Regions from separate parts of the Zea mays genome. Here region 1 is linked to region 2. The links are chromatin contacts, called in public Hi-C maps. All regions are on one chromosome and are shown on one strand. Each heading gives the region's core, a stretch centred on a gene start, on an enhancer-like site or on the middle of the called end of the contact. The rest is flanking DNA. Distances are from core to core; before and after follow the strand shown. Region 1 holds the start of LOC100191553 (zinc finger (ubiquitin-hydrolase) domain-containing protein). Region 2 holds the start of LOC100383211 (putative RING zinc finger domain superfamily protein).

What was found. Hi-C and Micro-C count contacts between places; a contact is called where the count stands out from the background.
Region 1: a Hi-C map of leaf shows a contact between it and region 2, with 4 times the contacts expected there. The contact joins the promoter of LOC100191553 here to the promoter of LOC100383211 in region 2. A contact is called at or near these places in 5 of 25 Hi-C or Micro-C datasets (bundle sheath, ear, leaf and 1 more).

Annotation. Positions count from the first base shown.
Region 1 is chr2:5,972,674-5,976,853 of Zm-B73-REFERENCE-NAM-5.0, forward strand. LOC100191553 (zinc finger (ubiquitin-hydrolase) domain-containing protein) reads left to right here and starts at 1,256. Exons shown (of 12, transcript NM_001365500.1): 1 at 1,256-1,619; 2 at 1,697-1,812; 3 at 1,893-2,001; 4 at 2,096-2,210; 5 at 2,513-2,610; 6 at 3,149-3,255; 7 at 3,614-3,863; 8 at 3,959-4,012; 9 at 4,164-4,180. The coding sequence starts at 1,269.
Region 2 is chr2:5,775,496-5,779,477 of Zm-B73-REFERENCE-NAM-5.0, forward strand. It overlaps LOC100383211 (putative RING zinc finger domain superfamily protein), which reads right to left and starts at 1,790. Exons shown (of 7, transcript NM_001175873.1): 1 at 1,601-1,790; 2 at 1-567. The coding sequence starts at 478.

The sequences.
Region 1 (4,180 bases), core at 6-2,505, 200 kb after region 2:
GGACAAGGAAAAAGTTCGAGTTCCTTAGCTAATGCCTGAAACTCATGAGCCTGTTCCACTACAGATCGGTTCTCAACCATCTTGTAGTCATACAGCTGCTCCATGAGATACAGCTCGCTACCAGCGTCAGTAACTCCAAACTTTCCAACAAGAGCATCCCACAGCTCTTTCTCCGTGGGAAGGATGATATAGCTTTTCTGGAATTTTGTGTCAAGTGCGCTAATCACTGCACCTCGAAAGAGGTTGTCTTCAGCCTTAAACTTAGCCTCATCTTCAGGAGGTAAGTTGGCAGGCTTGCCCTCAGCGGCATGAAAACAAGACATTGCAGTTAGCCACAATTCCATCTTAGCCTTCCATATCAAGAAGTTTTTACCATCGAAAGGATCAGGCTTTAGCACAGCAGCAAAACCTCTGATAGGAAAATGCCTAACATTAGGTTTTTGGAGAGCGTCTACGCGACTGCCCAAAACATCTCCAACATGACAAAAGAAGCTGGCCAAGGATCTGGATCATCAGAGCGCATCAGAGGGTATGATCGTTTTATTTACTTACTGATTTGTGTTCTGGATATTTTATATGTTTCATATATTCATCTATGTTGTTTCATATTTAGGAATGATTTTATCTTATCTGTTCTGTCTTATTGTAATATGATAGATCTGTCTGTTTTAATTTTACAGTCATTCTGTTTGTGTTTCTATCTGTTTATTTTCAATCGTCCAGTCAGTTTACATGTTTATCGTATTTATATGATTTATATAATTCATATGCTTTATGTTCTCATGATCCATATTGTTATGGATATATTTGATGTCATGATTAATTATCTTTTATATGTCATCATCATAATATTAATTTATGGAATTAAAATGATACGGAAAATGCCTATAATTCTAACACGGGAGACTCTACCCTCACTCACGACAACATAGATCCGTTTGGGTACATGTCCTTGTATATCCATGACAACACATAAACACAACTTGTTTATCAATGACATGTTTGGATCTTAGAAGCTAAAGTAAAAGTGACTAAAACTTAGTCACCTAGAAGCCAATGATACAAACAATAAGAGCTAAACCTGACTGAATTGATAATTTTTTTACTATTTTAGTCACTTTTAGTTCTTTCTGTTTAGACCTTTACTCCTAACTGATTAAACTTTAATTATTTTTGGAATAGCTCATGGATCTAAATAGGCAAAAAAAAAAAGCAATTCGAGCCTAAAAGAAGGGAAAGGGCCCAAAAGCCCAGCGAACCCAGCCATCATGTTCGTCCTGCGAATCCAGTCCGTCGACTTCCCCGACGCCGCCGTGGCAGCAGTCGCCGCCGACGAAGTCGGCACCAGCAGCGGCGGCGTTACCACCTCTCGTCCGCTCTCCAGCCACCCTCCCCCCTCTACCACCACATCGTCCATACTTACTCTCGAGCTCCCCGGCGCAAACCCCGTCGCGCCCAGCCGAAGCCCTAGGATCCTCCACACCCGCGGCGTCATCCACCTCTACCACTCGTCGTCCTCCACTTCCACCTCCTCCTCCTACGCCTCGGCGGTCGCAGCCACCTCTTCCTCCTCATCCGGGCCGGCCACCCCGCAGCCCGCCTCCGACTCGCACCTGCCCGTAATTACTCTTCCTCGGGTTCTCTCTTATTGCCTTCCGCGCGCTTACGCCATTTGCTTTCTGTCTCCGTCTCGCAGCTATGTCGCGGCACGCGCCTCCTGGTGCTCGCCGTTCCGACGCGCGTTTCGCCGGAGGACTTTGTTCGCTTCTGCGGCCCCCACCTCGAGTGTGCAGCCGACATTCGTTTCATCAGGTTAGTTACCGCCTCATAAACAAGTGACTCCATGCCCAGCTTGCTGTGCAATTTAGTTACACATGCTGTTCGAACGGTAGGGATGATGGAGTGGAGGACCGGTACAGCGTTCTAGTGGAGTTTGAGGACCAGAGTAGCGCTGAATGGTTCTACGCCGATCTCAATGGCTGGAGGTTCTCAACCTCTGAGGTGTCTTATCTTCTTAATTGAATTCTAGTTTATTCGCTGATCATATTTGAGATCGTTGCTAAATTGGCGATTAACTCTCGTTTCCATGGTGTAGAGTGAGGTGTGCCATGTTCTGTTTATAGCTGCTGTGCAGTATACACCTTCCTCAGAGGTTGCCACAACTCCACCGGCTGGATCCACTGAACTTCCAATGTGTCCTGTTTGCATTGGTGAACTTACTGTTTTGTATTTTTTTTTGTATTTTGGGGCCTCTGCAATACAATTTATAGTCATATGTACGTGTCACCATGGTGTCACATTTGAATTCAATTTGTGATCTCCGTTGAAGAGATTTAGGCACCTCTGTTCTATCCTGGCCATAGTTTTAACTTTAAATACCATTCTGTTTGATGCAACAGCAACCCTTCATCTATTATTTTCACTTTTCATATTTTGTTGGTTGTTTAAGTTGTCTGCCTTGTTTCTGGTACACCTAACTATTTTCTGCCATCTTAATATGTTAATTTGTCAGAAAGATTGGATCAGGACATCAGTGGGATTTTGGCAACTACTTGTGATCACTCTTTCCGTTGCTCATGTGTTTCAGTGTGGACCAATTCATCCTGTCCGGTAATGAATGGTTGCTTTGCTCTTTCATCATTTACCCTAGGGCAGTAAACAATCAGAACATGGACTCATTTTGGCGTTTATTATTTTCTTAGTATGATATGTACATTGCATTGAATTTGCAATAACAAGTACTTCACTTAAATTTATAGCTGTGTTATTTGCATAATCTTCTTGGTGACTAGTGAATTTCTGGTGTGCTTGCTATTCTTTATAACACTTGGAACTATATAGTAATTTCAACATAAAGCCTTTTCAAATGTCTCAGCGCTTGTTAATTTGATATTCTGGGCACACAATAGGAACTTACCCAGAGGCATGGGCATATACATAATAATTATTGCTGAATTCAATAAATGTCTACATGTATATCTTCAAAGTAAGTGGACTGCAAGGAAAAATATTGAGTTTGGTCATGTTAACCACGTGAGTCATAGGTACATTATAATAAGGAAATGCTTGCTTATGTTCTCCAATTTATTATTGCCAGTACTTTATTGAGCATGAGTGGGGCATTTACCAATAGTTGTTTGCATTTCAGGTATGCCAGTTTTGTCAGAAGCAGTCTGAAAATTCTACATGTTCTGTTTGCCAAACCACTGGAAACCTCTGGATATGTGTGATATGTGGTTTTGTTGGATGCGGACGGTATGTCATTACTGACTTACTCCCGTCAGTCAGTAAAAGCTGATGTTTTCAGACAAGAAAAACAAGCTACATGCAAGTCACATTTCTTGTCTGAAAGTTAACTATAGTTGGCTGTATATATTAATATTTTCTGGTGTAAGTCAGTAATCAGTTATCACTGCCATGTTAAGGGTGTTCATATGAATGTATTTGATATACATGGTTACGTAGTCCAAGTTAAGATTGCTGCATGGAAAACATTTGTTTATGATGATGCGGACATTAGTTATTACCAGAAGAAATAAATACACAGCTTGGTATTTGTTGAATTTTTCTACGTGGCCAATCAACCTTACCCTTATTGACTTGCATATTCTAGGTATCAAGAAGGACATGCGAAACAGCACTGGAAAGATACTCAGCATTGCTATTCGCTAGATTTGGAAACACAACGTGTTTGGGACTATGTTGGTGACAGTTTTGTACATCGGCTGAATCAATCCAAGAGTGACGCAAAGCATGCTAAGTTCAAATCAAAAAGTAAATATTCTGGGGATGAATGTGTAAACTGCTCGTGCAATGATGACTCTGATATGGGTGGAGCTATGTTCAGCAGCAAAGCTGAAACAGTAAGAATTTTAAGCTCATTTGATTTTGAGTTACTCCCTCATGTCTTGCTGTTAACACGTTTTATAAATTACATATGCGATGTTCTTCTCAATAGATTGTGGACGAGTACAATCGTCTCCTGGCAAGCCAACTTGAAACTCAGAGAGAGGTGCAGACGTGCAGTTCATTCCTGCTAAGTTTTCTATGTCACTATTGAAAGCAAAGTTTGTCTCTGATGTATAGGTTGTATAGACTTTGTTAGCCAGCTGAAAATGTGGTTATCTCTGATGCATCCATCTGCCTAATGTTCATGCTTGCAGTATTATGAGGGCCTGTT
Region 2 (3,982 bases), core at 540-3,039:
TAGCATTACGATCACTGCCACAATACTGCTCAGGACCTTGAGAGGCACAGTTAACATTTGAACTTTGACCACAAAGATCGTTAACGTTGGCGTTAAGGTTGATATCCACATCCAGAGAAATGCCATTGTCAGCTACCAGTCGGCTTTCACCAATCCTCAGTCCACCTCCACCACCAATGTTAAGATGCTCTGTTTTGACATTATTAGAGCTGCCATAGTTTAGTGCACTGGCACTTGAACTTGCTTCGCCTGATTCCCAGAAACCAAGAAATGTACCATCTTGCTGTGGTTCATTTCCATATGGCATGGCGGCATCACTGTGAGCCATCTGATAACCTTGAAGATTATGTGATTCTACTGATCCAAGAACATTATTCCAATATGACTGCTGATCCATCACAGGGTTGCCTGAACTCGATGCAACGTCGAATCCAAAGACATCAGCAAAATGCTCCATAGAATTCCTCTGTCCTTGCATTATGATGATCCAAAGTAGGGCAATTAGATATCAATTTGTTGGCTGCCTTGGCATCTCTGATGGTTCCTCTTTCCAGTAGTTTAAAGGACCTGTCAGTTGTAAGTAACACATCAAACATTTAGGCCCCCGAATTGTGCTCCAACTTTATTGGAACACAAGAAAACTGACTGAAATGAACGGGATACAGAAGGCTACGATTTATCTAGGCTATTCCTTCAACAGTTGCCACCAAAATATGCCAACTGTAGATACAAGAAACTGTTGTCTGCACTCCAAAATATTGTAATTCTACTCCCGGTTGTTACTCTATGGAAGTAGCTGCGCCTGTTTTGGTCTCACACATTACTGTACTAGACATCAACTAATCAGGGTATTGGCAACTAATCTGGCTGTAGCAATCTTGGCATGAGCCGCATTTGGTGTGGCGTACGCGTGCACCAAACTTGATGGTTTGGGTTGCTGTTGCGAGCAAAAAGCTGTGGTGATGCATGCATTTTAATGGGTGAAAGCAAAGCACGGTGAATGTACAATGCATGCGACCTAAACAGATGGACCGCATGCAGGATGGGGCCCATTGATTCTGTGGACGCTCGCTCAAAATATACAGCCTTTTTCTTTTGCATTTATTTTTTCCCTTCCCTATCGGTTTGCAAAAGGACGCTGTAAAAGAAACAAAAATAAAAAGGAAAAAGACGGAGGTAGCGATCCACTGTTTCAAAGAGGAGCATCGATTCCCTCTGCGATCACGAAACTGGAAAAGTCTGGAATACGGGAGCAGCTAGAGATTTTTAACTGAACCAAGAACGCCCAATACATCCATCTATCCATGTATCGCGAGCAAAGAAAAAAAGAGTTTTTTTTGTTTGAACATGGAAGTTGAGAATTTTGCTTCTGAAAAAAACAAGAATTGTTGATAGTTCAACGAGAGCCATATCCAGGCCGCTCCATGGACAACTACTGTGGATTGAAACATGAAGGAAACAGCGAGAGAAAAAAACACATATTTGCGACGGAATCATGGACTGGAACAAGAGAAAGGGATTGTTTCCCCATGCAAAATCAAGAGATAAGACGGAAAATAAAAAAAGGAGCAGTTTGATAGAGAGGTGGAACAAACCGTACCAGAAACTGGCCCAGAGTTTCTGAACAACTCGCAAGAACCGCAATCCAGGCAAAAAGAACAGGCTGGTTCCGATTTCTCTTCTTTCCTCTCTCCTCCTGTTTCTCCACGGAGAGGAAGAGAAAGAATCAACCCAGCAGACGGAAGAAACAAGAGCCGAGTGACTGATTGCGAGAGAGAGAGGCAGCAGACAGATGGAAGGGTGGGCACGACGAGAGAGAATTCAGAGAGAAAGAGGGGGATCGGTGGAGTGGGTGGAGAAGAAGAAGAGGGGAGGAAGGGAATGGGTGGAGGAAAATTTGTCAAGAGGGGGAGAGAGAGGGGGGGAGAAAGACAGGGAGGAGGAGGGTGGGGTGGCGATGAGAGGATGCAAGCGCGGTGGGAGAGAGAAGTTTGGCTGAATTCGGGTTTATTTATTTCTCCCTCCCCTCTCCCTCACTCCCCTCTGGCGTCTGGGTCTTCGCAAGGATCCCTTTTCCTCCCCCCACTAAATGCGCCCCATTGGAATTAGCAGGAGTAGCCCCCCTTAAAGAAGGGCCAAAGATTAGAGAGGAGGAGGCCTGCGTCGTGTTGTCTTTCACATGACCTCCCTGCCCCTGACCCTTTTTGTGGCGTTGCGGCAGCAACACTACGACAGCAAAGCGCCTCTCCTCTCAGTCTCTCTTTCAGTCTTTCTCTCTTTCCTTTGCATGCACAGCACAGCACAGCATCAGGATGGATGGATGGCTACGGTCATGGAGTGACGCTCTCTAGCTCATCCCTTGCACTGCATTGAATAGTATCTTTTTCTTCTTCTTCTTGCGATCCTTTTTCATTGAATATCTCTAGGTGCGATCCAAGTGTCATGAGACATGTTAGTTGGATTGTGTGTGTGCAGTTGCTGCGCATTTGTCAGCTCATGAGAAAACCATGAAAGCGAGTTAATTGTTTCAGATCAAGCTACTACCCCTACCATTTATTATTATGCATCAACTTGTGAGCTGTGTTGGAGCCTCCTCTGGTGATTCTGTTTTTCACCTGCTAAACTGCTAAAGGTCATTTCCCGGCAACTAATCAAGCTGTGCGGCCTGTGCTGCGTGGGTTTGGCGTCTCATTTGGTCCCATGGCCATGGACCAGCTAGCATGGTTGGCTGTCAGGCGCTTATTCTCATTGAATATCTCGCCTTGTTCAAGCAAAACAGGCCAAGGAAAAAAAAAGGGGGCATTGACAGCTCGTGAGAAAGAAAACAGTCCTTGATACATGCACGGAAATCATCTGGATCCACCACGTACCGTCATCTCCATCCCATCCACGCTGCGTTTCAGTTTTGTTTCGTGTTCCACCGGCGATGCGGGAGCGTCTCACACACACGCCACTGGTCCTGGCCGCATGGTTTCTGTAAAAAAAAAACTTCCGTGGAACTCGCACTGGAATCCCTCTGGCCGAAGACGTCCTAATCCGTAGGCATCTGATAATGTATTGAGAATTCGTTCGGTGTGCTGTGGTGACCAAGCAAAGCATATGCCGATGCCGCTGTTGTTTGGCGCTCATGCATGCGTCGTCAGCACACAGCGGCTTAGGCAGGCAGCCCTTGCAGTTGCAGACACAGGCACACAAGACGCGACGCGAGCACACGTCGCGCGTGGGGCATCAGCGAGATAAATGAGATAGATTAGCAGCAAGTCAAACGCCGATCCCGTCCGCGCGTGTCTTGCTTGAGCGAGCGAGGGTACGGGTGGTGGAGTGGAGTTTGCACTGCATGGCCTGTCAGTGTCACAGGCAGCCTGTGCCACCATCTCGTTTCCACCACGCCAGCCAGCAGCCATCGCCGTCCATCTCGTCCCGTACAGTACAGCCACAAGGAAACTGACGCACAGCACGGAAAGACGCTGCTGCTCGTCAGCCACCGGCCCGGTCATGAGCATTTCGTGAGAGCCTGCTGCTGTTTTCACGCAGTTTTCGGGTAAACGTCTCGAGGCTGCTGTGCTGAGGCGGCCCTCCCGTCCCCGTTGCCGTTGACGGGCCGGGCTCGTGCTCCTCCTCCTCCTCCTCCTCCGCCCCGGGGCGGGAGCGAATATACGGCCGGCCGGTGGAAGAATGCTCCGCCATGGCTTTAGTTTCCATCTCCTTTCGTTTCTTTACCGCTCGATCTCTCCTCTCCGTCTGGGTCGTCGGAGGACTCGGACGCCATGTTCTTTACCTTTCCCCATGCCACTTTGGGATAATTTACGTAAAGAACCTCGCCTAAATACGGTGCCAGCCTTTTCCCTCCCCCCACCCCCAGCCGCCGGTGAAAAAGTTCGCCTCATCGGTGATCACCCGTCACTGGATGGATTCTTTCTTTTCTTTTTTAATTTTCCTTGAGCAAGTTCAGACAAAAGGATTCCTCCCCCCATTATCCAAA